Linked DNA regions of Mus musculus: regions 1, 2, 3, 4, 5 and 6 are each linked to region 7. Evidence: chromatin contacts called from public HiChIP or PLAC-seq, Micro-C and promoter capture Hi-C data. All regions are on one chromosome and are shown on one strand. Each heading gives the region's core, a stretch centred on a gene start, on an enhancer-like site or on the middle of the called end of the contact. The rest is flanking DNA. Distances are from core to core; before and after follow the strand shown.

The links. Promoter capture Hi-C pulls out the DNA fragments that hold promoters and counts their contacts. Hi-C and Micro-C count contacts between places; a contact is called where the count stands out from the background. HiChIP or PLAC-seq counts read pairs in DNA pulled down with a chosen protein or histone mark. Capture Hi-C pulls out chosen DNA fragments and counts their contacts.
Region 1: a contact with region 7 is called in an H3K27ac HiChIP or PLAC-seq map of microglia, with 5 times the contacts expected there. The contact joins the promoter of Tbc1d31 here to the promoter of Rnf139 in region 7. A contact is called at or near these places in 6 of 39 promoter capture datasets (the C10 cell line, HPC-7-derived erythroid cells, embryonic stem cells and 3 more), 5 of 115 datasets of contacts at active chromatin or transcription factors (the SCID.adh cell line, astrocytes, bone marrow-derived macrophages and 2 more) and 2 of 9 other capture datasets (adipose tissue and liver).
Region 2: a promoter capture Hi-C map of liver shows a contact between it and region 7, with 2.1 times the contacts expected there. The contact joins the promoter of Fam83a here to the promoter of Rnf139 in region 7. A contact is called at or near these places in 11 of 39 promoter capture datasets (the 3T3-L1 cell line, 3T3-L1-derived adipocytes, the C10 cell line and 7 more), 2 of 484 Hi-C or Micro-C datasets (CD4 T cells and forebrain), 4 of 115 datasets of contacts at active chromatin or transcription factors (cardiomyocytes, embryonic stem cells, extraembryonic endoderm stem cells and 1 more) and 2 of 9 other capture datasets (adipose tissue and liver).
Region 3: a contact with region 7 is called in a promoter capture Hi-C map of pre-B cells, with 3 times the contacts expected there. The contact joins the promoter of 9130401M01Rik here to the promoter of Rnf139 in region 7. A contact is called at or near these places in 9 of 39 promoter capture datasets (the 3T3-L1 cell line, 3T3-L1-derived adipocytes, the C10 cell line and 4 more), 1 of 484 Hi-C or Micro-C datasets (frontal cortex) and 1 of 115 datasets of contacts at active chromatin or transcription factors (embryonic forebrain).
Region 4: an H3K27ac HiChIP or PLAC-seq map of microglia shows a contact between it and region 7, with 5 times the contacts expected there. The contact joins the enhancer-like site here to the promoter of Rnf139 in region 7. A contact is called at or near these places in 4 of 39 promoter capture datasets (hippocampal neurons, liver and pre-B cells), 1 of 484 Hi-C or Micro-C datasets (frontal cortex) and 2 of 115 datasets of contacts at active chromatin or transcription factors (embryonic forebrain and microglia).
Region 5: a promoter capture Hi-C map of pre-B cells shows a contact between it and region 7, with 4 times the contacts expected there. The contact joins the enhancer-like site here to the promoter of Rnf139 in region 7. A contact is called at or near these places in 7 of 39 promoter capture datasets (the 3T3-L1 cell line, the C10 cell line, embryonic stem cells and 3 more) and 2 of 115 datasets of contacts at active chromatin or transcription factors (large pre-B cells and pancreatic cancer cells).
Region 6: a Micro-C map of embryonic stem cells shows a contact between it and region 7, with 7 times the contacts expected there. The contact joins the promoter of Zhx1 here to the promoter of Rnf139 in region 7. A contact is called at or near these places in 13 of 39 promoter capture datasets (the 3T3-L1 cell line, the C10 cell line, cranial neural crest and 8 more), 6 of 484 Hi-C or Micro-C datasets (cerebral cortex, embryonic stem cells, muscle stem cells and 1 more), 6 of 115 datasets of contacts at active chromatin or transcription factors (the SCID.adh cell line, bone marrow-derived macrophages, effector CD8 T cells and 3 more) and 1 of 9 other capture datasets (liver).

What each region holds. Positions count from the first base shown.
Region 1 is chr15:57,910,304-57,913,663 of GRCm38.p6, forward strand. It overlaps Tbc1d31 (TBC1 domain family, member 31), which reads left to right and starts at 1,896. Exons shown (of 21, transcript NM_001081396.2): 1 at 1,896-2,088. The coding sequence starts at 2,012.
Region 2 is chr15:57,984,116-57,987,730 of GRCm38.p6, forward strand. It overlaps Fam83a (family with sequence similarity 83, member A), which reads left to right and starts at 1,788. Exons shown (of 4, transcript NM_173862.2): 1 at 1,788-2,426. The coding sequence starts at 1,947.
Region 3 is chr15:58,032,012-58,035,570 of GRCm38.p6, forward strand. It overlaps 9130401M01Rik (RIKEN cDNA 9130401M01 gene), which reads right to left and starts at 2,283. Exons shown (of 6, transcript NM_029418.4): 1 at 2,073-2,283; 2 at 1-68. The coding sequence starts at 2,189.
Region 4 is chr15:58,013,961-58,017,678 of GRCm38.p6, forward strand. No RefSeq gene overlaps it. Among named protein-coding and RNA genes, the nearest start is that of 9130401M01Rik, 18 kb to the right of the region's middle. Within about 2 kb of position 1,476, at least 50 of the 459 cell types and tissues checked have an H3K27ac peak or open chromatin away from gene starts, as enhancers often do. A contact at or near this core is called in microglia, where this site is marked.
Region 5 is chr15:59,824,866-59,828,469 of GRCm38.p6, forward strand. Gm36819 (a long non-coding RNA gene) reads left to right here. Exons shown (of 3, transcript XR_384128.2): 2 at 2,257-2,326; 3 at 3,296-3,604. Among named protein-coding and RNA genes, the nearest start is that of Gm36819, 3.3 kb to the left of the region's middle. Within about 2 kb of position 1,431, at least 42 of the 459 cell types and tissues checked have an H3K27ac peak or open chromatin away from gene starts, as enhancers often do. A contact at or near this core is called in pre-B cells, where this site is marked.
Region 6 is chr15:58,074,824-58,078,526 of GRCm38.p6, forward strand. Zhx1 (zinc fingers and homeoboxes 1) reads right to left here and starts at 1,685. Exons shown (of 4, transcript NM_009572.4): 1 at 1,334-1,685.
Region 7 is chr15:58,887,570-58,890,908 of GRCm38.p6, forward strand. Rnf139 (ring finger protein 139) reads left to right here and starts at 1,660. Exons shown (of 2, transcript NM_175226.4): 1 at 1,660-1,925. The coding sequence starts at 1,745. It also overlaps a transcript of Tatdn1 not described here.

The DNA of each region.
Region 1 (3,360 bases), core at 646-3,145, 980 kb before region 7:
CAGACAGACACGCACACACACGTGCGCACATGCACCAATCTTTGAAGATGTAAGTTAAGGAGTTTCCGGCTGGTGAGATGGCTCAGCAGCTAAGAGCACTAACTACTCTTCCAAAAGTCCCGAGTTCAAATCCCAACAACCACAAGGTGGCTCATAACCATCCGTAATGAGATCTGATGCCCTCTTCTGGTGTGTCTAAAAGACAGCTACAGTGTACTTACATATAATAATAAATAAATCTTTTTTTTTAAGTTGAGTTTCATCTAAGAATATCATTCTGGACTATTCTTGTGAACCCTAAATCCAACTGTAACTGTCCATAGTAAATGGCAAGTCAAGCTCTGAGACTTAGAGAGAACCTTGTGAGATACCGACTCAAATAGCCTTGCATGAGTGCCCCAAAGGGAACAGGAGACAGAAGCAGGTGTGGGTCAGAAGTGCGGCTGATCTATGTTAATGAGGGAGCAGTTGTAAGAAGCTTACTGAAGCTGACAAAGGGCAGAGGCTATGTTACAAGTGTCATTACAAATAAATAAATAAATAAACCAAGTACCATTACATGCCTCATTAACAACAAGAAGGAAAGACATACATACACATCGGATAAGTCTTTGGCAGAGCCTGACTATGTCTGGATACACACCTTAAGTCTCAGGAGTCATACACACATCAGATGACTACAGCTCAAAACCGATCAGGAGAGAAAGGTCCTTTCCTAGCAGTGTGGTGAACTCAAGTCGTGTTCCCTTAAAAATATTTACACTCTCTTTTGAAAACCTCATTTAATTTTTACTTTAAGATTTTTCATTTATTTTCATATATGAGAAAAGTAAAGAGATATTTGCAACAAACAAAAGGTGGCTATCCCAGACAAAGAAGAAAATCTTTGTTGCCAGACTCTGTTGACACGGAATGTTGAGAGAATACATTTCTGGTCTTTTCATTTGGTTTTTGGTTTTTCGAAACAGGGTTTCTTTGTGTAACTCTGGCAATCCTGGAACTAGTTCTGTAGACCAGGCTAGCCTGACCTCATAAGATCTGCCTGCTTCTGCCTCCCAAGTACTGGGATTGAAGACGTGTGCCACTACTACCTGGCATTATTTCTGTTTTATACGCCAAACGTGGACCGATTTCATTAGAAATCGACTTGCAACTTCATACATCACTGAAGTGGAGTTAAAAGTATTATCTAAATTGCTTCTCTGTGAATTAAGTGCGTTGGCCTGTTAAGCACGCGGGACAGCCACACGTAGTAAGCACTAAAGAAACACTGAGTGAATTTTGCTAAGTGAAAAAGATTTCCGATGCCAGTGCAGCTGGTTCTTGACGTTTTTTTACTTTTCTAGATTATGAGGAGTGGGTTGCAAACCATAATGTGGGAGCATCTTGTAAATTTACGCAATTAAAGCGTGATGAGTATGGCAAAAAATAAACAAAAACAAACCAAACAAAGCGGAATTCATTTAGGTCTGTGGAGTTCTGCCGTGCCTGTAAGTTCTAGGAAAGGAACTCCTCCATTTCTCAACGAACTTGTCTTTTGCATCTTTGTTATTTCTATAAATCTCTTATTCTAAACGCAATAGAGAACGAAATGCAGGAGGCAGCAAGCTCTCAGGAGAAAAACACTTTTGGTGTCTGTTTGAGCCTATAGGTGTCAGAGAATTGAAGTCCCAGACTTGGTTTTCAGAAAACTACAACTCCCTGAAGCCTTTGGGTCGCAGAATTAGAAGCCTCAGAAAAGGGGTGGAGTCTAGAGAGAAGCCGTTGGTTGTTTCCATTGTCCAGAGTGGAGGGACCACAAGAGCGGAGGTGGGCGGATCCCCGTCCTGATTGGTTGTAACTAGAAGGGGCGTCCCCCGCGTGATTGGCACAGTCCTTGGGGGCGGAGACCCCGCGGCGGCCGCTCGAATTTCCCGGGTTGGGCGCGCGGGGACTGCTGGGTAGCTCTCGGGACGGTTACCCTCACCGGGTCAGCCGCGGATCGGAGTCGGGGTAGGGGTCGGGGTTCGACATGCAGAGCACTGACCTGGGCAACAAGGAGAGCGGCAAGATATGGCACCGCAAGCCATCGCCAGCCACTCACGACGGGTGAGGCCGCGGGCTGTGGAGACCGACGAGGGGGCGGGTCTGCGGGAGACTGAAGTGGGAAGCGTGGAGGAGGAATGCTGGCCCGGGGATTCTGACTCTGGCCGTGCGCTGCATCCCTGGGTTGGGACCTCAGGAGGAGCAAGTAGCTCCGGAAACCGTAGATTGCAGTTGTCCCAGAATCTGGTCCCTGGTCACGGTGAGAGGCAGGCAGGAGAAGGCTCTACGACTTGTGCAAAAGAATTTGCAGTTCAGCTGAGTGCCAGGACTCCACCTGCTTTGATTTATTAATGTCTATTCCAGTTGGGGGGAAAAAAAACTCCAGGAGGTGATGGGAGCAAAGAAAGCAATGCACATCTACCTTTCCAAAAGCCGATGCTCTCCATCCTTAAGTCATTCATTACATTGCACACCTGTAATGTTGAGAGCCTAGTGTGGGCCAAGCACGCTTTTCACTATGGAACAACGCTGGAACAAACTTAAGTTCTGCAGTGAGTGTTGCAGGGCCTGTCATTGGTGCGGGGACTTTTACCCGCCTGTGCTTCCTTTTATTCTGTTTGGAGTAGCGGGTTTAACACGCAGCCTCTTGTGTGACGTCAGTGGGAGTCTTTGCCCCCTCCCCCATTTGTTTTGGTTCCCATGGTGCCTGCCTAAGCGATCTTGGTGTTTCTGATTACCTACGTTTGCGTGGACTGCATAGTATCACTTGGGTTCATACCTCGAGGTTTGTTTCTCAAGAGACTTTTCTATTTATCTTTTAGTTGCTTCCCTAGAAATCAGACTAAGTGTTTTTGTAAGCTGAAAGCAGTTATAAGTGGATCAGCCACTTATTTGACTAGCCAGCCAGCCACTGTGGTTTCTGGTGGCTGTCCACCCTTTATCAGTGCTATTCACCCGTTGACCTATTGAATAAACAATCTTGTCAATAGTGGAGATTCTTCGGCGTTTTCCTTTCAGCTCGGAAAGCAGTTTTGAGCCAGGACAGCTAAGTTGAACCAGCCAGCAGAGCTCAGAAAGAACTAAAAAGGGTGAGCTTACTCAGCAGTAAGTCTCAGAGGTTGAGAACATTCTAGGTTTAGATTAGGTTGTCCGGAGGCTAGAAGCTTTGGGGACTAGGCCTAGGTTAAGAAACAAAAGGCAGTAAGCCTCCAGGATGACAGTTATATCAGGAGAATAAAAAACGTGTGTGTGTGTGTGTTGATGTGTGTATGTATGTATATATGTGTGTGTGTATGCATGTGTGTGTTGATGTGTGTATGTATGTGTGTGTGTGTG
Region 2 (3,615 bases), core at 538-3,037, 900 kb before region 7:
TGAGGTCCAGTAACTCATGTAGCCCTCAATATTAGAGAGCTAGTTTGCCTTAGTGTTCCAGGACTGCCAAGTATGGAAGAGATTGCATGGGTCATTCCAGACAGTATCAAGTCGGGGAGGCACAAAATACCCCTTGGCGTGGATAGCAAATCCCATGGGGTGTTCCCTCTGCCTGGGGTCTGTCTCACTGGAAGGGGACTGAGGAAACGTAAAAAAATCAGAGAGTGTTGAGAATGAACCAAGCGGGACCCAGGAATGAGGAAGAGGGAGGAGGCTGTGGGAGAGAGGAGCAGGTCCACTTCCAGGAGCAAGAAGAGAGAGGGCAGAGAGCCAAGGAGGGATTAATGGGTTTGTCCTCGGGGAACAGGGACCAAGGGAGGAGAGAAGCTAGAACAAGGGGAGGCTTGTCTGAGATTGCGAATTGGGTTCCTTCGTAGTCTGTCCTAAGAGGAAAGACGTTCCTTTTTAAATTGCTTTTCTTGTTTTTGAATTGCACTCTGATTTAAACACTGAGACCATCCTGCTGGACCAAGTCACCTGGGCCACTTCTCTACGGTCCTAGAAGTCTAGCTCTGCCTTCCTTCGGAGAGTGGCAATGGCCCAGAGGCATCAGGCTCTTCCCGGGTTCTGGCTCCTTGACAGCACAAGATTGGATTTCCCTGGCACAGGTCCTTAGCAGGCACTGCCAGTGCCAGGCTTCTGTGCCCCGGTGTCATCCCTCCCGCAGTTAGAGCTTCCTGTAACCAACTGCAGCTTTGTTACCACAAGCACTCAGTGGGCTCTCGGGCGGGCCGGCTGCTGGGGTAAACCCGGCATGAGAGGCCCTAGACAGGCTGGCAGGTAGGAACACTGGGCTGTGACTCTCCTATCACACAGTTCTCAGTGAACCGAACCCCCACCCCCATGTGTCCTATCATGTTCATGAACTCCAGATGGTCACTACCTCATCCCACGAGTCAACCTGCCCAAGACAAGCATCTTTTTCCTGTGCCGTTCAACTCCCCATGGCCCTCTCCACTTTTGCTTTCTGGAGTCCTCTTCCAAGATGCCTGCGCTCAGCTCCTCTTCCTAGCCTGTTTCCTGCGGAGCCCAATCGAAGCCAGTCAGGCTTCCAGATGTTCCATCCCACAGCTGTCTGGGACCTGGTCTGAAGAGAAAGCACAGGTTACTTCCTCAGAGGTCACAGAGTTCATTCACAGATGGCACCCCTCCTCCAGCCCCGACATGGATCCTATGGGTTCCCAGGCCACGAAATAGTAGCCTGACTTGCAGCCATACTCCCCAAACGGTCAGCACACTGCCCAGACCTAGGAACTCTGTGCAGACTGAACAAACAGGTCAATAGCAAATACTAGACAGACACTCTTTCACGGGACAGGGAAGGGGTGGGCAAGAAAAAGAGGGGGTTCCTGGGGAAGTTCTCGTTGGCCTTATATGAACCCAACGGAGTTTGAGCCAGGGAGCACAAAGGGGACCTGTGCCCAGTCCTCCTTGCTCCTGTCTATCCCTTGGGCTGGTTCTGTGGGGCTGGAGGAGTAGCTCCTCACTGTAACAAAGGCCGGAGGGTTCCAGGCCCTCAGTGTTGTGCAACCAAGTGGGAAAGCCGGCTCAGCCTGAGGCTGAAGCGGAGGAAATATCCCATGGTTGACTGTGCCAAGGCAATGACTGATCCAGCCCTCTGACTTGTGGGCAGGGTGGTGGCTCTCGGAGATAAGCCAATCCCTGGGCTGCAGGTGAGGATCCCCAAGAAGCATTGTTGGGGCAGTGAGAACCATTTCTCCAAGTAGGCAAGAGGGGAGGAAGGAACTCGGCAAGCCAGTATGGGAAGCCCATAGCTTCCTAGGAATACTGGGAGCCCTATTCCTCCCTGGTGTCGTCCGCATTCTTCCTACGTCTGGAAGAGCTCCGCGGTTGGCCACCCCTCCACGACTGAGCAACACAGCAGCATGAGTCGGTCAAGGCATGTGGGCAAGATCCGGAAACGTCTGGAAGATGTCAAGAACCAGTGGACCCGGCCAGCCAGAGCTGACTTCAGTGATAATGAGAGCGCCCGGCTGGCCACAGATGCCCTCTTGGATGGCGGTCCAGAGGCTTACTGGCGCGCCCTCAGTCAGGAAGGAGAGGTAGACTTCCTGTCCTCAGCGGAGGCCCAGTACATCCAGGCCCAGGCCAAGGAGCCCCCTGATGCCCCCGATTCTGCCGGAGGGGCTGAGTCAGGACCCAGAGGACTGGACTCCTGCTCTTTACAATCAGGTACCTACTTCCCTGTGGCTTCGGAAGGCAGTGAGCCAGCTCTGCTGCACACCTGGACTTTGGCTGAGAAGCCCTACCTGAAGGAAAAGTCCAGTGCCACCATCTACTTCCAAATGGACAAACACAACAACATCAGAGATTTGGTCCGCCGCTGCATCTCCCGGGCCAGCCAGGTACCCACGCAGAGCTGAGGTCTGCCTAGTGCTGTGCGGGATGGAGCGGGGATTAGATAGAGCTAGGGGCTTGCATGCTGTTTTCACAGGCTTGCCCAGGAGCACAGACCCTTGATCCCTATACAACCTGGGTCCTGCGCCACTAGCACCTATCCCTGGCACTATAGTCTCTCGTGTGGGAAGGATAAATCCCTTCCTTGGCTCCCCAACTCCTTTTTCCTACTGCTTGCCACTCACCCCCGAGTCCCCTGCATATTCTCAAGCCTCTGGCCTCTGGCTTCAGGACTTTGGAGACTCTGTCTGTCCCTGAACCATCCCTGCTTTTCACTCCGGTTCGTGCTCTTTTTTCGTTAGTGCTTCCAGATGAATGGGCGAGGGGACTTCACTAGGACATATCCTTGTCCTTTTGTCCTCTCAGCCTCTATTTAGATCTAGTTGCCCACAGGTCACCCTGTAGCCCCTGTATCAGGCAGCTCTATCGAAGCAGAAAGTGAGGCAGGGAGAGGGTCAGAGAAAATTCCCCTCTCCCCGGACAGCCCATGTTTTACTTAGACTCTGGAAAGTCCTTCTGAACAGGGCCTCAGCTGACAGGACCTCAGGCATTGGGGCCAATGGGGCAGGAGTTCCCAGTGCCTCTGCATGTCTGCAGTGGTTGCCAGTGTCAACTGGGGGCTGGGTAGAGAGGGTTACTCTCTGCTATCTCTTTTTTTCCCAAGTACACAGGGTTGTGGGTACCCATCCCTCTTTCCTGAAACTGCAGAGGGGCAAGGGAGAGAAAGTGAACTCCAAGGAGGAGAGAAATCTGTCATCCACGGTTGGGGGTGTGGCTCTGTGGTAGAGGGCCTGTTTAGCATAGATGCCCCAAGTTCAATCCCCAGTATGGGAGGGAGGGTCATCATAAAGACATCTCTCTCTCTCTCTCTCTCTCTCTCTCTCTCTCTCTCTCTGTGTGTGTGTGTGTGTGTGTGTGTGTGTGTGTCTGTGTATGTGTCTGTGTGTGTGTCTGTGTGTGTGTGTGTGTTGGTCTCTGTCTCAAAGTACACATTGATTTTTGTGTTCACTCCTGGCTATGGTCCTGGGCTCATGACTGGATCCCCTCCCAGGGTCACAACATTGTATGCAATTCTAAAGTTTTTGGGAAAGCCACCAAGAGGACTGTGGGGAAGCAGAGTTCTGGAAATTTAAGTAG
Region 3 (3,559 bases), core at 1,033-3,532, 850 kb before region 7:
TCCCCTCTGAATTTCTTGAGAGTGAGAACTTCAATATCGTCACTACATTCTGTCTCTTCATAAAACCACTAGGAACCAAGAAGATAAAGTTTACGATGGCGGCTGAAGTATGCTTTTCCACTTCACAGTCAAAAGCACTTTCCCATGACACAACCATCTAAACGTCAAGGCCACACTTCTTCAGGATGACACAAGGCAAAGCAATGGACAAGGGATGGCTATATTCTGCTTTTTAAAACAGCATCTCATCGTACGCCCTCCAAGTGCTGAGATTACAGACCCGGATGACCACATCAGACTAAATGATACGTTTACATGCGCAGTAAATGTGTGCATCCCCATGTGGTGTGCGGGCCAGAGATCAACATTAGTTGTCTCAATCAGTCTCAATCTTGTTACCTCAAGACAGGGTCTCTCACTGGACCAGTCAGCTAGATCGGCTGCCAGCAAGCCCCAAGGTACTCCTGTCTCCGCCTTCCTGTGCTGGTTGGCACGCCCAGTTTATGTGAGTGCTAGGAATCATGAATCCTCATGCTAGACGCCAAACACGTCACTCACTGAGCCACCAATGACAATCTTCATGATGGCCCAGATTTTAAAAAAAATATTTTTAATACATGTTATACGTATGTGGGCCCATCCACGCTACTGAGCACATACGGAAGTCAGAGCATAACTGCTGGTTGGTTCTCTCCTTCTACTCTTCCAGCTCTGGTGATAGAACACAGTTCATCAAACTCGGCTGCAGGTGACTTTACCTGCTGAGCCATCTCTCTGACAGCCCAATTTTTATTAAAATGATAAGACGGCCTGTGAGATGCCTCGGCGGGTAAAGGCACTTGTCACTAGGTCGGACAACCTGATTTGATCTATGGGCCCCATGTGGTGGAAGGAAAGAATCAACAACTGCAGTTTGTCCCCTGACCGCCACACAGTGCCATGGCTCTCTCACCCACACACAAATAAATGAACGTGGTTTTAAAAAATAAAAGTTGTAATGATCACATGTCTATACATGTCAATGACAGATTTAAAAAATAAATAAAAGCACACGGTTTCAACCACAGTGAAGTTATTGGAAATGACATCACCAAGTGCAGTCCAGTGACTCTTAAAGTGCTATCTGCTTTCTTTTAGAGCAATTGAGAGTGAATAGGGACTGACAAAATTGTGCACAAGACGTAGGAAACTGTGATTATGGCGATGGTCCTATTATAAAAATGCTACAAAGGCACACAGAGCACAGGAAATTTTAACTGGAGTCAGGTTTCTGTGCATCCCAGACAAAGATTTGGAGGATCTGAGGACACATCTGTAAGACGACCTCTTCTGATGTAAACCCACTGGACATAAGGTGAGATCCAGATGTAACTACCAAGAAAGAATTAAAAAAAAAGGATGAAAAGCATTCTGCATGCCCAATTTTCCAGCCCCAAAGAAGCATCTCCTATTCTCTTTTACAATAAAACCTGCTGAGGCTGAAGAAAGTCTCTAAATTCTGTTGACTCAGTACAGTTAACATTGTAATAGCTTGGTTGTATTCTGAGAAATACACTTCACTGAGTATCAAGGCTCATCATAAGCGTGCTAAATTAGTGCCTCTCCTTCTACTGGGCCATCACAGTAAGAAAAACTTTGTTCTATTCTTTAAACACTGGGTCACTCGAGACGAGGTATTTGAGCCACCGTTAGGTTCGGCACTCTGCAACCATTTAGTCACATAGCTAGCCATCCCAACTCAACAATAACATATCCAAGTCTCAATACATTACTAGGAAATGATGAAACATAATTAGCTTGGAACTATTTTATTCTTCTAGGCAGCCAGCAGGCCTGCAAGGATGCTACGGCGGAGCACCTGGGCGGGGCTGGAGGCAGGAAGGGGGCGTGTGATGCTAGCCCGGGCCCGCCTGCAGGACACGTGGGTTGAGGGTGGGGGACGGAGACAGACAACCCGAGGGTACAAGAGTGAAGTCGCCGTGCTTGGTTGCAGGGCGGGTGGACAGTGACGGTGGTGGGCCTCGCCGCAGGCCGGCTCCAGAGCGGAGCGGCAAGAGGGGCAGCCGTCTCACCTGCGGCTCGCAGAGCTTGGCGCGGTAGGGGGAGGGCGGCTCGGGCCGGCGCTCCGGCCTCTGCTCGAACACCGAGTCCTCAAATTCGCCGCCCAGCACCCAGCATCCGGTCTCCATCGCGCGGAAGTGCAACTGGACCTCGAAACGAGGCGACACCTAGAGCGACGCCCATCACCCAGCCTCCAAAGCGCGCGACAGCAGCCGCGCCAAGGCTGCCGAGGCAAGGTAGAGTGTAGAGCGGCACCGGCGCGCCGCCCACACGGAAGCGGTGGGTTGTCGGCCGGAGCGTTGCATTCTGGGAGTGGTAGTCTTTCAGCGGCTGGGGATTTCCGTGGTGGAGCAGAAATTCTTGCCTGACTCCAGGGCCTCCTAAACCACCCAACAAAGGTTTTGACCTCTTTGTGTCTAGAGCTGGATAGAGTGAGTTCCTCCTGAGTACCTCGAATAGTCGTGGTCTCTGGAGAGCCAGTTAACTTGGTAAGTATCAGCTTTAAACCACTGACAGTATTCTCCCCATTTTATTTTGCATTTTATTTCTAAAATTTCTTTCCCAATAACTGTGAGAAGAGCCCGGTTATTCTTATCTTGTAAAAGGAGATACTGGGCTTGAAGAAGTCAGGTAACTTGTTCAAAAGCCCAGGGTCTCTGAAGAAGAGACCAGAACTCTTCACGCATTTACTAAAAAAACTAGACATCACAATTTAAAGACTTGGATCAAGGCTAGCAGAATTTTGAGACTTTCAAGAAACGTTTTGACTCTAGAATGTAAAGGTCGTGGACAAAACACTGGCTTGTGTTATAGAGCACTAATGTGGAGCTAGTAATAAAGCTTTTCTATTTGCCCTCACACTTGCTCCTCTTCCACCAGTTGCTTCCAGGGTTTTTCCTTCAGCCCTATTTTCTACTCTACAGACTCGTACAGGGCAACCCAAACCACCTCCCCGGATTTCAAAATTCATCTGCCCTTGGCTCACCAAATGTGGAACTCAGTGCATATTCAATAGCCTCATTGGAAGAGTCCACGCAGGGAGCCTCCAGGCAGTAGCTACTGTGGGATCCATCCAGAGAAGTTCTTTTTTAATACCTGGGGTTTTTGTTTTGTTTTCTCATCAGAAATGCAATACTTCTTATTAAGAAAAATTCAGATATTATAGAGAATTATAAGAAAAGTTCCTAATATCACCAGGAAAAAAATAATGTCCTAAAAAGGGCTATACTTGCCCTAATCCCAGTATGCCCTGTCTATGCCCAGAACTGTGTCAGCACAGTACTGAAGGACTGCAAGAGCCACGTGTGTGTGGCTCTGTTGCCTTGGCTCGCTAGCTGTGTGACCCAGTCTATAAAATGGGTATTGATTAAAATAAGGCACACAAAGCTTTAGAGGTGAAAGGGGTGTCATGGGTGTATTCAAGATCTCTGCTCCAGGAGCGGAGGAAGAGCAGAGCAAAGGCGGGCAAGGAGGAGTTCTTCCAGCTTTTTCTTTATGA
Region 4 (3,718 bases), core at 226-2,725, 870 kb before region 7:
CAATATGACCACTTAACAAAAACAAAACAAACAAACAAAAAAAAACGGCAGTAGGTTTTCCCTAAGCCTTAGGGCCTTAGGTCTATGGTCTTGACTTTGATAAAATTTATGGTATCAGGCATGAATGACTTCCCATGGAGCAGGCTTCAAATCCAATCCAAAAGCAGTTGGTTACCCCTGTACATTTGTGCTTCTATTGCACCAATGAGCACATCCTTAATAGGATGCAGGGTTGGCCACGGGTATAGCCGATGTCTCTTTTCTCCCTCACCCTTACCACCTGCAGCCTGCACATACCTTTCAGCTCCGTGAGAGCGAGCCAGCAGGGAAGAAATCTTCAGGTCAGTTCCAGCTTGATTTATCTGTCCTAAGAAACCAAAAGTGCACTGTGCCACCAGCACTAAGATCGTACCATCTAGTTCTTGTGGGCAATGGCAATAAACCTATGCTTTGGGGAGGCTTTGGGGACTCTCTGGCCAATAGCTTCTAGGGGAGTACCCCACTCCTGGCACTGGGATTTTTCTCAGACTCATTTCTGAGGCTTGTGCCCAAATCCCTCTCATCACCTCCAAACCCCGCACTCTTGGAGTTTTGCATACCGTCCGTGTCTGCTGGTCCCAACCCCATCTATACCATCTAGAAGCCGAGTTAACTCAGAACACGTGGGGCACTAACAGTGTAAATGCTTAGGTGTTAATATAGTGTATATGTTCAGCTTCTGTTCTACAGTAGGGAATGTAGATGCATTTTTACAGTACAGAGTACAAAGGCTCACACACCCATCCCCCACCCCCTATTGTTTTCTTGCTAGTTTTAGTTCCACTTGGGGTCATAATGACCTGTGGCTTTCCCTCACTAGGGACCTGTGGCTGGAGCGGTCCTTAACTGACAGTCACTACCACTGAGTGAAGTTCAACAATGGCATCTGTACATTCCCAGTGGGCACATCTCTCTGCTCTGAGGATCCAGGGATGGTAGGCAGTACTTCCCCTATAAAGGTTACCAGAAAGACCTGAAGAAAATGGCAGGATTTTTATGTTGTAGAGGACCCAAGAGAAGGGAGTGCTTTAACCAAGAGAAGGTCCACACTGCCCGGACATCATGGTGGCTGCTAATGACCATATGCTTCTATAATCTTCTATCTCTCTCCCCCACCCCTCCTCTCTCTCCTTGGAGTGGCCCATTACAGTCACTGGTTTGCATACAACACTGATCGTGTATTGCTCCACCTGCACTGTCAGAGCCCAGAGACCATCAGTGTCCCCACCGGCCCCAGCAGGGTAGTAGCAATGCCCTGCTTAGACCCCGTGTGTCACCACGGCTCCTCAGCTGAGTGCTCGTGGGAAGCCTCATTCCTGCAGGGCCATTGTGACACCCCAAGACTGCTTCAACAGGACAAGCCAAGGAACTTCCACCTTTGTGTGCCTTCACCGCTTGCCCCGCCGGCCCACCATCCACGTGACAGAGCAGCTTCTTCAAACGCTCCCTTCTCTGGACTTGATCCAAGATGCTGTTGGACACAGAGAAACTGCCAGTCACTTTCTCAGCTTCCTCCTCGAGAGTGTTGTGTGTCAAAAAAAACTGTCATTAGGAATGTAAACATTGCACACACTCGAGGTAGCAAGCAGAGATGCAACCCCTCTTCACTGTTGCTCCAAGGCAGATGTGGTTGGTTCTTCTAAGAGCACCCAGCCATCCTTCCTCTGCAGAGGGGGTGAAGGAGGCTGGGCCACGCTTCAGAGTGTGCTGAACAGAAGTCCTGAGGAGACAGCCAGTAGGACAGTGGTCCCACGTGTGCACAGGGCTGAGGGAGGACCACTTCGCTGTCTTCCCCACCGGAGAGAGAGTCTCTGCCTTCTACCCTGGGGACCCTGGCTTGGAAACAGATTTCTAGAGGTTCGCACTGACATAGGTGAGATCAGGTCTCCTGCCTCCCCTGAGCAGCACGGTCCAGGCCTCTCCCTTGGCTTCCCACGGGTGCAGAGAAAGAAGCCAGGCAAACTCTGAAGGCAGGGAAGATGGTACATCCCTAGCCAAATGGGCAGGAGAGGAACAAAGAGGGTGTGAACATGTCCTCCCAGGGGACAGGACAGGCCTGGAACTACTGTGCCATAAATACCATGCCTGGGGCACCTCAACAGCAAGCAATTTATACTCTTACAGATCTGGAGTCACAGCTCAAGCTACCACCTGAGTCCCAGAAGGCTCCTGCCCTACACCACCTGTGGTGATCCTTAGCTTGGACCAAAAGGCACAGAGGAGACTGGTAAAGCACACCTCTCGGTATCTCTGTCAGGCTTTTCCTCACGTGATTGGTTCCAGGCGGGCTATGATCAACCAATGCTTGACCTCACTGAAGGATGTACGGCACCAGGAGAGCCTCGGACCATTCCCAGCATGCTCTCTGCTCTCTGTCGGCCTGCGGTGTAAGACGTGAACCTTCAGCTGCTGTTTCAGTCACCATGGCTGCTCCTCCTTTCTTTCTGCCATCTGGAAGCATAATCCAAATAAACTTCCCTCGAGAAGTTATCTGGATCATGGTTTCTTGTCACAGCCATAGGAGAGCAACTAACAGAGGGCATGGCTTTGAAGGAGTACCTTGCCTTGGCCTCAGCCTCTCTCTCTCTCTCTCTCTCTCTCTCTCTCTCTCTCTCTCTCTCTCTCTCTCTCTCTCTCCTTCCTGACTGCCATAAGGCTGTTCTATCATATCCTTCCACTGTAATGTTTTACCTCACAGAAACCACACCAGCTTACTATACCCTGTAACCTCTAAAATCCAAAACACAGTCTTTTTCCCTTAAAGGTTTTTTTTTTTAAAATAGGAATTTTGTCACTCACAATTACAAAAAAAAGAAAAAGGAAAAGGAAACCCACAAGATTACTTCACCATGCATGTCCCTGAATACCCTTCCGCGTATACTCGTGGAAACGGAAACTGGAGTGGGAGTTTAAGGAGCTGGAAATGGGAGCAAGATGATAAGCGGGTGAGCTTTAACGGTTTATGTTATGTGTTGACATGACTAGACTGTGGGATGCCCAGTTAACTGGGAAGACATCATCCTAGGTGTGTCTGGATGGGATTAACTGCTAGACGTGGGAAAGCAGAGATCCCTTCTTACTGTGCTCGGGCTTCATCTAGTCAGCTGAAGCCAAACACAATAGAAAGAGCCACCCCTCCACAGTCGAGACAGGATTCCTCCAGTCTGTTGGCCTTCAACCTAAAGCGCTAATTTTTTTCTTTTTTAACCTGACCTAAAACAGTTCTCTGGCCTTGAGCCTGTGGCCTACACCTAGAAACTACACTGTTGGCTCTTGAAGAAGGAGCCTGAAGATCTTGGGACTTGCCAGTCTCCATTATCATGTGATCCAGTGTTTTTATTGGCCTTTTCGTTCTTTTTGTCTTTCTCCCCATCTCCGTCTCTTCCTCTTCTCTCTTCTTGGTTCTGTTTCTGTGGAGACTCTTAACTAGTATAGATTTTGATACCGTGGATTTAAAGGTCTTGCTTCGAAATAGTCACATTCTAAGGTACTAGGGTTAGGGCCTTCCTTTCCCTGGGGATGTAGGGCAGACCTCTTAGTCACTGACTAGCAGGCCTTTGATGGAGGTTCAGGTGCCAGAGGAACCCTGGCTTATCCACCCCAAGGTGCTTTTCCTACCTTTGCCACTTGGCTCCCTTCCCCCCAGAACCTGGACTGATCTGGATCCCGTCCCTCTCCA
Region 5 (3,604 bases), core at 181-2,680, 940 kb after region 7:
TCCCGGGACCACAGTCATGCAATATAGCTTACACCTATACCTATATCATATCGATTATTATGTATGTACACATAAATGTACATGCACACAATTTTTATTATGTAGAGTGTATATTTTCAAAGTCTCTTATGTGCTACTGTTTGTATATGGTCCCCAGGTAGGTTCTTGAAGAACATCCTCAGCTATTCATGAACTTCAGCAGTGGTGTGAAATTTGGGCTAGCACACATCTATGCTCCTGGGGATGTAGAGCAAGGCTTCTCATTTTAGTTCATACTGTAAAAACACTTTTTCAACTCACTTTTTCAGTGAATGTGAGATAAATTTCATACAGCCTGAGACAGCGCTGTTGCCTGTGAAATCAGCGTGAACGCATCCAGTCTATTAAGTAAGATGCTGCTCACAAAAACACATAAAATAAGGATGCGTTTGGACGGTTGATGAAATGATACGAGCAGAAGCTATGAAAAGCCTAACCCTCTGTTTCCCCTCGGAGCAATGGTTTAATAACTAAAATATCCATGGCAGTTCTATGGAACAAAACTACCATGAGAAATAGTTGACGGCACTTGTACTTTTCAATGTGTGTCCTTGGATGCTCATAACTGCGTGGATATGTATATTGATGGGTCTTCTCTCTAAGCTGGCATGGAGTGTATAACAAGCATGCTTAGCTGGTTAACTCACACTTTCAAGAGATGAGTGAACCTCCCAGCACAGGGAATCGTGAGAAGCTTTCCTAGTTCTCATTAGTCACAGAGCAAGCCTCACTCTCAGTTCAGCCATCCCTCTGCTGCCTATGTTTGAGCAAATGCCCTGAACTTTTCCTTGGCTGATGCGGACACACTTGACTTTAAAACCCTCACAAACCCTGTTTAAATACAAGCTTACAACCTGCAGAGATGGATGCCACGCTGTGTCCCCTTGTGGCATCACAAGACTCACGAGAAACTTTAAATCAGAGAGGGTGGCTCCCCTCTGCCATATCTGTGATGCAGTTGACCATTTCTTGCATTTGATGGGTGAGTTTGGCTTTTGTGGTAGAGGTGGCGATGGTACACTGTTCAGTGGGTCTTCTTCGGGACCCCTTTGTGAGAACACCAGAACTGAGGTCCCGTAATGGCTCTGGGTGAGGACGTGAGGAAGTCTGGGGCTGAGCCTTGGCCTCTGCAGGCTGAGGCAAGAGGCAAGCTCTGCTCTTTGCATCTGTGTTCTGGTTAGCCTTCTCCCTGAGGTCATGCCAAGCCTCTCCAGTGCATTTCTGAGAAATGTACCAGGAGCCAGAAAGCCCCCTCAGAATTTCACTGGGTTAGGGAGGGAGAAATAACCTCTTAGGTTACCAGGGCGATGACCATACAGAGCCCAAGAGAGTGGCTTCTTTGACCTTGCTGGGGACAGGTGGTTCTGGAGGGGAGCATCTGGGTGTTCTCTGGCTTCTGTCGCTGAGGGCAGACTCCTAACAGGCCTTGGTTGGTCAGTGGAGCGAGAGGGAGCACTGAGGCTGAAGAAACCAGAGGTTGGCAGTCATCCCACATAAACACGCTCTGTCGCTATGAATTATTTCCACGGTCTGTGGACGCTGGGCAGAATCTTCGACAGGCTCATTAATAAGAACCCAGAGGGTCTTGCTCTGGTGGCCCAGATTCCTTGGGGTTGGGGGTGCATGGAAGAGTGGGTGGGACATTTCCTTTTCCTCAGAGTCCCTCCCTCCCCCCACAGATTAGAAATTTGGTGTGCTTTCCTTCCCCAGGAGCATTTTTAGAGCGCTGCAGTCTCCTTGGGAAGAGGCTCTTGAAGGCTGTGTTTCACACATGGTCTCAGTGTCCTGACAGAGCAGATCCGTTTCCCAAGCTTCTCCATGGATACCCTGTCTTCTGCCCCCGACCTCTGTATCACATGCCTTCTCTGTTTGAACTCTTTGTTAGCATCCTTGAAAAAAAAAAAGTCATGTGTCATGCTCTCTGCAGTTTCCACTCCCCAGGGAAGGCTTGGGGCTTATTCCTTGCGCTACCATGGCTCTGTGTAGTAACTTGTGACCTGCAACCTAGCCATTCCCCAAGAGAGCTTGCGTTTCTTCAAACGCAATGCAAGGATCATGGCAATTCATTCCTTAAAAGCTTTGTGTTGGGACAAATACAACCCCAGCCTCACGCAGGCCTGGGGCTGGTGAGTCACATGACAGAAGCCAGCTCTTTATGATTTTTAAAAATATACTGTGGTTCTCATTTTCACACCATTGAAACTACTTGTTGTCTAGGACCCACTCTCTTGAGACTGGCTCATTGGAGTAGAGGACCCTGTCCTTCTGTCTGGCTCTGCCATCCTGGGTAAGTCTCCTTCACAGACTCAGTTTCCCCATCTGCTGATGGTGGTACTCAGCTCTCTACAGAGATCAAGTGATCACAACCAAAGAACACTTGGGATGTGAATGTGAGGAATGGTGTACAATGGTCTTTTGCCTTAATTTTCTAGCGTTTGAGTCTTCTTTACCCTGGATGGCTCTGTGCATCCTTCTTAGCAGCAGGATCTCTGGCCTGAAGGCCAGCCAAGCCTCCAGGACCTCTCATCTGTTGAACACTGAGCAGGCAGCCATGTGCCCAGAGGTGCTCAGTATATGAAGAGTAAACTGCACGGTAAAAGCCATGCATTTACAGAGCATGGTCATGCCACAGAAGCTGGATATGGAAAGATGGCAGCTCTATATGCATATGTAAGGTCAAAGCCCACAAAAGGCCTAGCAAAGGGCAGGGTGATCGTAATGCAGCCGCTGCATTATTCATTCAGAAAGGCAACCGTTGCTCTCTGGCTTTGGGAGACGAGGGGGAGAGTAAACAGACATGGGTCCTTGAAGGGACACAGTTGAACAGCTTAGGGACTGACCTGACTGGGGCAACAGGGAATAAAAGAAAGCAGGCACAAAGGCACAGGCGCAGGAAAGCTGGGACCAGGTGGGTCATGTGCTCTGATAGAACTCAGCAGTTCATTTCATACACCCGTACTAAGGAGCTGGGTTGGCTGTCCACAGCTGAACAAGTGTGTAGTATGCAGCTGAAGGAGGAGGGCAGACTTAACTAGTCTTGGTGGGGGTCTCTATGGGGAGCAGTCTCGGGCTGTGAACACACGGGAGGAGGAAGCTGCCCTGGACATTTTCTGCCAGTATCCAATATCCATGCACCAGGGAAAGGCTTTCTAATTCCCGTGAGTCTGAGGCATTGGTGGCATTGACGTGACCACTTTCGTGGCCCTTTTCCTGTCACCAACAAACATTCACTCAGGACTTTATTCACTCCCCGCAGTACCAGGCATATACGAGCAGAAGCATCCTGTCACAGAGTGACGTCATCTTTCTGGAGTCATCTCCTCTTCCCTCGTCGTCCCACTCATTCCTCTCCTGTGCTGACCACATTCTGGGGAAGGCCTGGAAGAAATGGAAGCCATCCTTCACGAGTCCCCCACCAGGTGCTTGGCACGGTGCTCTGCATCTGATGTGAAGTTCGCACTAAGTCCGGGACTGTAATTCTCCTTTTGCTGACAGTGAAAGAGTCCTCAGGAAAGCAGGGTGCCTTTGCGCAAGGCCAACCAGCAAGAAACAGGACCTGGATGAC
Region 6 (3,703 bases), core at 435-2,934, 810 kb before region 7:
GTAATTACTACTGCATACAAATTAAAGTGTTAGGACAAAGACTTCTGAAATACAATGACCAGCACCACAAATAGAAAGGTGTACTTGTGTACCCCACAATACACAGTCTTTTCCTGGGGAAGGAGTGGTCCTTCCGGATTTTCATTTGCCATAATATTAATCTCCGAGAGAATTGCTTCTTCGAATTGCATGGAATCCCACCCTAAAAATGTCACAACTTCTCAATCGGCCTTTCTCATAATTTCCTCCTAAATTTTATCTCTTCTTGGTTTGTTTTGGTCTTGTCTTTTAGAGAAGGGTTAGTGACAGAAAAGTACTGTGAGCATTCCTACTTTATCTATGCTTCTTCTCTACATTCAGTTTTCCAATTGCTTTGCCCAGAGTAAGCTAAGGATAGCAAACAGAATCTTATTCTTCCGTTTGGTTCGTTTCTTACTGGTACCTTTGGAGTACCGAAACAAAGAATTCTAAGTCCCTCTCTTGGAACTTCGGTGTAAATACACAAGAAATGAGTCAGGGCTCGGCTTTCCTGCCATCAGACCCCAGTCCTTTTTATTCCCTCCTAGCCAATTCCCTTTAAGCCCCAAGGCTTGGAGTTTCCTCTGGTCCATCGCTCTCCCAAGTCTGCACTCCCGCTCCACTACCTAAGCAGAGACAAGTGTGTTTCCACCCTCTTTAATGAACTTCTCCCCTAAAAGCCTGCTCTTCCTCAAAATATACTTCGCACTATACTTCTTGGGGATGCAACTCCTGAGTCTTCTCTGCTGAGGTTTCCCGTTGCTCCGACCCCAAAGCCAGTGCGCTACAGTCCAGCCGGAGATCCTTGGCTGACTCTTCAGAGGGGGGCTGCGCCGTGTCCCCACGAGGTGGCCTCACGCCTCCGGAGGCCCAACGCTGGAGATCTTCCCCAGGACCCGCACGGTAGTTAGGGTCCGCTGTCCCAGAGACGTCCTTCCCCCCAGGGAGACCGGCTCCCCATCCCCTCTGCGCCCCCAAGTTACTCAGTGCTCTCCCAACCAAGGCGCTGGGGCTTTCCCTCCAAACCCTCCACCCAGAGCTCCGTCCTCGCTCTGACAACCCCCGAGAGAATCCGGGAGCTGCGACTCCGTCCGCCCCGCCGCGGGGCAGGCCCAGTTCCCCCCGGGTCCGATCTTGCGTGCCCCAGCACCGTGGGCTGGGTCCCGAAGAGGGGGGGGGTGTCTGTGTCCCGCTGCTGCCCCGTCCCGTGTCGCGCCAGCGCCCGCGCCTCTCGGCTTCCCTACCCGCCGCGAGTTCCTGCTCGGGTTCCACCCGCAACCGCGAGGCCCAGTCCCCAGCCCGCTCGCGCAGCTACCTGCAGGGGCCGCCTCGCCTCAGCGCCTCGCCGCCGCCATCTTGCATTTCAGAGCGACTGCACTTTTCAGGGAGTCAACTCTGACCCGTGAACCCTAACCCCGGAACCACTCGGAGGGCCCTCGCGCGAGGGGGCCCCCCACGGAGCTCTGCAGCCCGGCAGAAGCGCCGAGAGGCCAGGCCAGGGTGCGAGAGAGACTCCGCTCCCTGAACCCACAAGGGCCGCGAGGAGGAGCCAGCCGAGGCGGGGACGAGCCGGGCACCCCACTCGAGGACTCCGCCGCTCCTCTGGGATGCGACCCAGGCCGCTCCTCTAGAACCGGGCGCTGCGGGAGGTGTGCGCCGCCCCGCCCTCTGTCAGGGAGAGTCACGCCCCCTGTCAGGAGGGGGCCACGCCTCTGTCACTAGAAGCCACGCCCCGTCGCGAGAAGCTCCTCCTCCAGGGCCTGCGAGGCTCCGCCCCGTTCAAGCGATTGCTCGGCCAGCGGTCGTCAGAAGTCGGACCCCGCCTCCCGCGACCTCGGTCGCTTTCTTCCCTTGAAACTGCCTAGGTCCTCCGAAACCAACCCCATCTCTCCCGGAGCCGGCGTCCTAAGGCCCCGCCCCTCCCTAAGCCACGCCCACTGTCACTCTCGGCTCCTCCTTGGCAGCGCCCTCTGGATGCCAGCCGCGCCCCCACCCGCTGTCAACAGTCCCGCGCTCCTGTCAGCCGCTGCTCCGCCTCTTCCTAGCCCGAGTCCAGCAGGAGCCCCGTAGTTCCAGCTTTGGACGGGAAAAGTTAAGTGTGGCCCCACTTGGAGCCTCCCGCCTCTGCTTCCTGCTGCCGTCCCTCTTTCCCCGGAGAGCCACTGACTGAAGCCGAGCTCTCCGCAGTGGGCACCAGCCCCGCAGCGCGGCCAGCCGAGGACCTCAGCGTCTTCCCCACCTCTGCCCTTCAGCCCTCTCGTCATTGTTCCATTGAATATAACAAACGAGGGCGAAAGGAAACCACTCCGAGTGTTCGCTCCTGTACTCGCCGCTCCGGACGGACGTAAGAGAACTCTTTGGCGCCTGGATGTTTAGTCCCCACCCCCATTCCAGTCATGGACCCTTTTGTGTTTTGATAGCAGAGCTCCACCAAGCCACACCAGCCCGAAAATTTGCACTCTGCATTTACATGAAGGGAAGACCTGGCTGCTGATATCAACGTGCACAATATTTAGTTGCATCCTAAAATTCTAAAACTTGTGTATGCTGAGGCTTAATGGTCTCACCAGCAGAGGAACCCAACCCTGTCCCACTCTCGGCCCATTCTTAAAACAAAAATTAATAGCGCTCAAGCCCCTTGAAACTAAATTCAGAATGCAAACTACTTATACAAAGAATTTAAGAAATCAGTGTAGTTTTTAATAGAAAGTGGTTTAATGGAAAGTATTTATAATACAGTACTAACATCAGTAAAATAAAACAATGCATTCTCCACAATGTATTTAATACACAATGTGTTTAAATACACAATGTATTTATGTATCCCTCATAAGAAAAATACAAGACAAAAAGTTACACACACACACACCAGTTTATGCTCACCCCAAAGACAGTTCCAGGTCCACTGAGAATCCCAGTTTAGGATTTAACTCTGAACAAAGAAAATATTTTAAATTCAGATATTCAACCTTTTGTTCATGCATTCAACCATTTGCTTTTTGAGGACCACATGTGCCGGACACTAAAGGAGATGTAAAACTGAGTAAGGCCATCCTGTTGTCCGTTGGTATCTAAAAGGGATTGTTCTGGAACCCTCCATGATACCCAAATAGAGTGTTGTTCAAGTCCCTTAAATAAACTGGTATGGAATTTGCATATAATCTGTGCACATGCCCCGATGGAATTTACCTCATCTCTATTAGGATGATGTAGACACCAGGCAAAGAGCTGCTGTACTGTAACTGTTTAACATACCGAGACAAGAAAAAAAGTTGACTCGTTCAGCAGAGATGCATGATTTTTTTTTTCCTGAACATTTTGATCCACAGTTGGTTGAATCATAGATGTGGAAGCCATGGATCCGGAAGGCTCTGTTCTGTCTTCCAGGATCTTACAGACTAGATGCTAGGCAAAAACACATGCTCATAGAATACATCAAAGTGAAAATTGAGGAGAATCTGAAGTGGCTGAGGCATATGGACTTCGCTTTCTAGCTCTCTCTCTCTCTCTCTCTCTCTGTTTCCCTTTTCTTATTCCTCCTTTTTAGCACTAGTTTATAGTCTTATCCCTCTCTCTCTAAAGCAGCCAGCCTGTTTCACTCCCCAAAGCCTCCCAATTTAAGGTCACTCCCACAGGGCATTTCTGTCCAGGAAAACAATTTCAATAGCACAGTGCTGGGAACAGT
Region 7 (3,339 bases), core at 410-2,909:
GTAGATCTGAAAAGGTAACCATCTGGTGGTCTTTTAAAAAATAAAATAAACCAGAGAAAGGTCTTGAGTTAGGATGGTGACAGCGGCTATAGGAAGGATAGGACTCAGTTACAGAATTTGGCTGTGGGTGAAAGAAGCAAAACAAACCGAAGTTTTAAGCTTTAAGATACCATTAGGTTCAAACTCTGGTTTTGATTCTTGTTGGTCTGGGGCATACACAGTCCCACCTGTTAGCACCTTTGTGATCTTGCAATTCGTTTTATCTAAACCAGTCTCAACCTTGATAAAACAGGTAGAGCAAATGCCTATCGTAATAGCTGATATAGAGGCTTTGGTAAAAGAAAACCGGGGCCTACAGTGCCTCGTATACAGATGGAAGAGGGGAAAGTGAGCAAACAAAGCCCAAACCACAAAACTGGGTGGAGGTGCCATCTTCCTGCTCCAAACACCTTCCCCCAAAAGGGTTCTGTTAAAGTCTGATAATTTTATTTACAGACCTCCTCCCTGTGCGGGTGTGGGGTGGAGTGGGAAGGGAGGTCCAACTTCTAGAGTCCTGCTGTAAACTGGCTTGTGCGCTTTGAGCTAGGAGCCCAAGTCAACCAGGCTTCCTGGTTTGCGATTTTGTGTTCCTTAAACCAAAACAGCTAAGTCTACAGTTCAGCCTCTGACCTTACTCTCTTCCTTTGCTGGAGAAGGAACAGAGAAACAACAGCCAGGTCATACCAATTCCACTGATAGGCAAGAAAGAGCGGCGAAAGAATGCGCTCAACTCTGATTAAGGATTTATCCAGGACAAGGATAAATCAAAGACCTCAGAGAGTTCTGGGTTCTTGCTCGTAAGTCAGGCTCCGAAGCCATTAATAAAATGTGCATGACCGTCCACGGGGACAGGGAGGGAGATGTGTAAACAGATGCGAGTGTGTTTTTCTTGGCAACACCTAACAACTCAAGGCCAGTGCCAAGTCTGGCTGGGATCGCCCTGTGCAGCCTCGCAGGTTATTTCCCCTGCCATTCCTCAGGCCTGGCCTCTGGGTGGGGAGAGGCAGGTAGGCAGGGCGGCGTCCTCCAGCTTTTCATCTCCCAAGCAGGACGAGGCGAGTTCAAGGGACACTCACTGGGCTCTACTAGACATTTAACACTGTCGGTGCGCAGTAGCCCAGCATCCCACGCTCGGGGCACGCCAACACCGAGGGGCAGCCACTCACAGGCGCTCGGGCGCTGGGACGCGGCGGGCCGGCGACGCGAGCGCCACCCCGCGGCGAGGCGAGGCGAGGCTAGGCGAGCCGAAGCGGGCGGGGACCATGGCAACGCTCGAGGCTCGCCGGGCCCCGCGTGCTGACGCTGCGCGGCGCGCCGGATTGTGACGCAGGGCCGCGGCGCCGGCTCCGCGTTCTCGAGTGACCGCGGGCGCCGCCTCGGGGGCCTCGCAACGGCAGCAACGGCCGAGGCAGGCGGGGTCAAGATGGTGGCTCCGCTGGCGGGGGAGGCGCTGGAGGGAGGAGGAGCCAGACCCTAGCCGGCCGGAAACACCGACGCCCCGAGGCCTCCCGGCAGCCGCTGCCGCCGCCCCCTGCTCCACCGAGGGACGCGAGCGGGCGGCGGGGCGGGCCGGGCCGGGACACAGGACAGGAGGCGGCCGGGGGCGGAGCCACTTTCGTCGGCGCCCGCCCCGGCCGCGGCCCCGGGCCTCCCCCGCGCCGCCCTGCCTGGCCCGGCCCGCCCAGCCCCGGTGTGGCAGCGGCTCATGGCGGCGGTGGGGCCCCCGCAGCAGCAGGTGCGGATGGCCCAGCAGCAGGTCTGGGCGGCGCTCGAAGTGGCGCTCCGGGTGCCCTGCCTCTACATCATCGACGCCATCTTCAACTCCTACTACGATTCCAGCCAAAGCCGGTTCTGCATCGGGCTTCAGATCTTTCTCCGGCTCCTTGGTAAGGACGGCGTAGGGCTAGCCCGCTGGCCGAGGCGTGCCCTCTCCCAGGCCGACGGGAACGGCAGGGCACTGGTGGCACGCGGCTTGGGGAACCACGGTCTGGTTCCCCAGAGGGCCTTTTGGCGGGGGTGCGGGGACCCGTGGTACTCGTGCCAGCGTTGACAGCTGAGTGGTGCTGGCGGGTCTGTGCCCTGCTCGGTTGGCACCTGGATGGGCGAGGAGAAAGCACGGCTGTGTGAGCATGCGGCTGTCTGTCTGCTGTTTCTCTTGGGGAATGACTGCTGGCTTCCAGCGTCCTATGCGACAGCCCTGGAAAAACAGCTCTCCGGGTCTCGCCGTGTGTGACCTTGGACTTGAGCCAGAGCTTGAGCCCCCTGTCTACCCATTTCACAGTGCAGAATACGTTGTCACTTCTGTGTCTTGGAGTCCACCGGATCGTGAAGTACTTGAGGTAAATGGCCACTCAAGCCATGAATGTCAGTCCTTGAAACCATTTCCAAAAGTCACCGCGAGGAAGGTTATACTTACAACGAACCCCTAAACTCTTTCTATGAGTAAATAATAAGGTGTTGGATGTGACTATGAAAGCTTACCATCCCAGGGTGATGAGACATCTGTGGGAGACTAGAAAGATCAGTCTTCATTTCATATGGATTGAGTGCTAAAAGTATTTTATATTTCACTTTCTATTTCTCTCTGTGCTACATACCAGAAGTGAGAAACACATAAAGAGATCTTTTCCAGATAATTACAGCTTGGCAGGTTTTGTTGATGAGATCATTACGATGAGTTTTTAGGTGGGTTCTTGCTATTGAAAGGTTGGGGGTGCGGGTACCTGGTAGTGAGGTCCTGACCAAGACCTTGAGAAGTGCGAGCGCCTCTGCTGCCTTATTCTCCCAGAAAAGGAGCGTCAATAAAGAAGCAGTTTTGTTCTTGGCAGTAACTCTTCTACATTTGTCTGCTAGAAAGCATTCTCACAGGTTTTACCTAATCCGTCGGTCACTCCTCAAAGGTGGATCGTGTTATTTAGACTTTACAGGTGAGGAAATGAGGTTGGAGAAGTTAGGTGTTTGGTTTCTGGTGCACAGCTGGTGTTTGCCAGAGCGTTAGAAAGGCTTCTGGTGTTCAGGGATGGTTCCCTTTTGTTCTTCCTCAGTGTGCGGAGATGCAGTACCCAGCGCTGTGACCCCGCAGTGCTCACCTTAAAGTTAACAAGAAAGAAAAAGTGGTGGTGATACTCTTCAAGCACAGGGCTTAGTGTCATCTACTGGGGATACAAGTTAGTCGTTCTGCTCTTCTTTATTAAAGCCACTTCCACCATTCTCTGTGTTCGAGAGGAGTCTGCATAGTCATCTCAGAGATAGTACATACAGCCACTGCCTTGAATGTCTTCATGGCATAATAACCGCAGA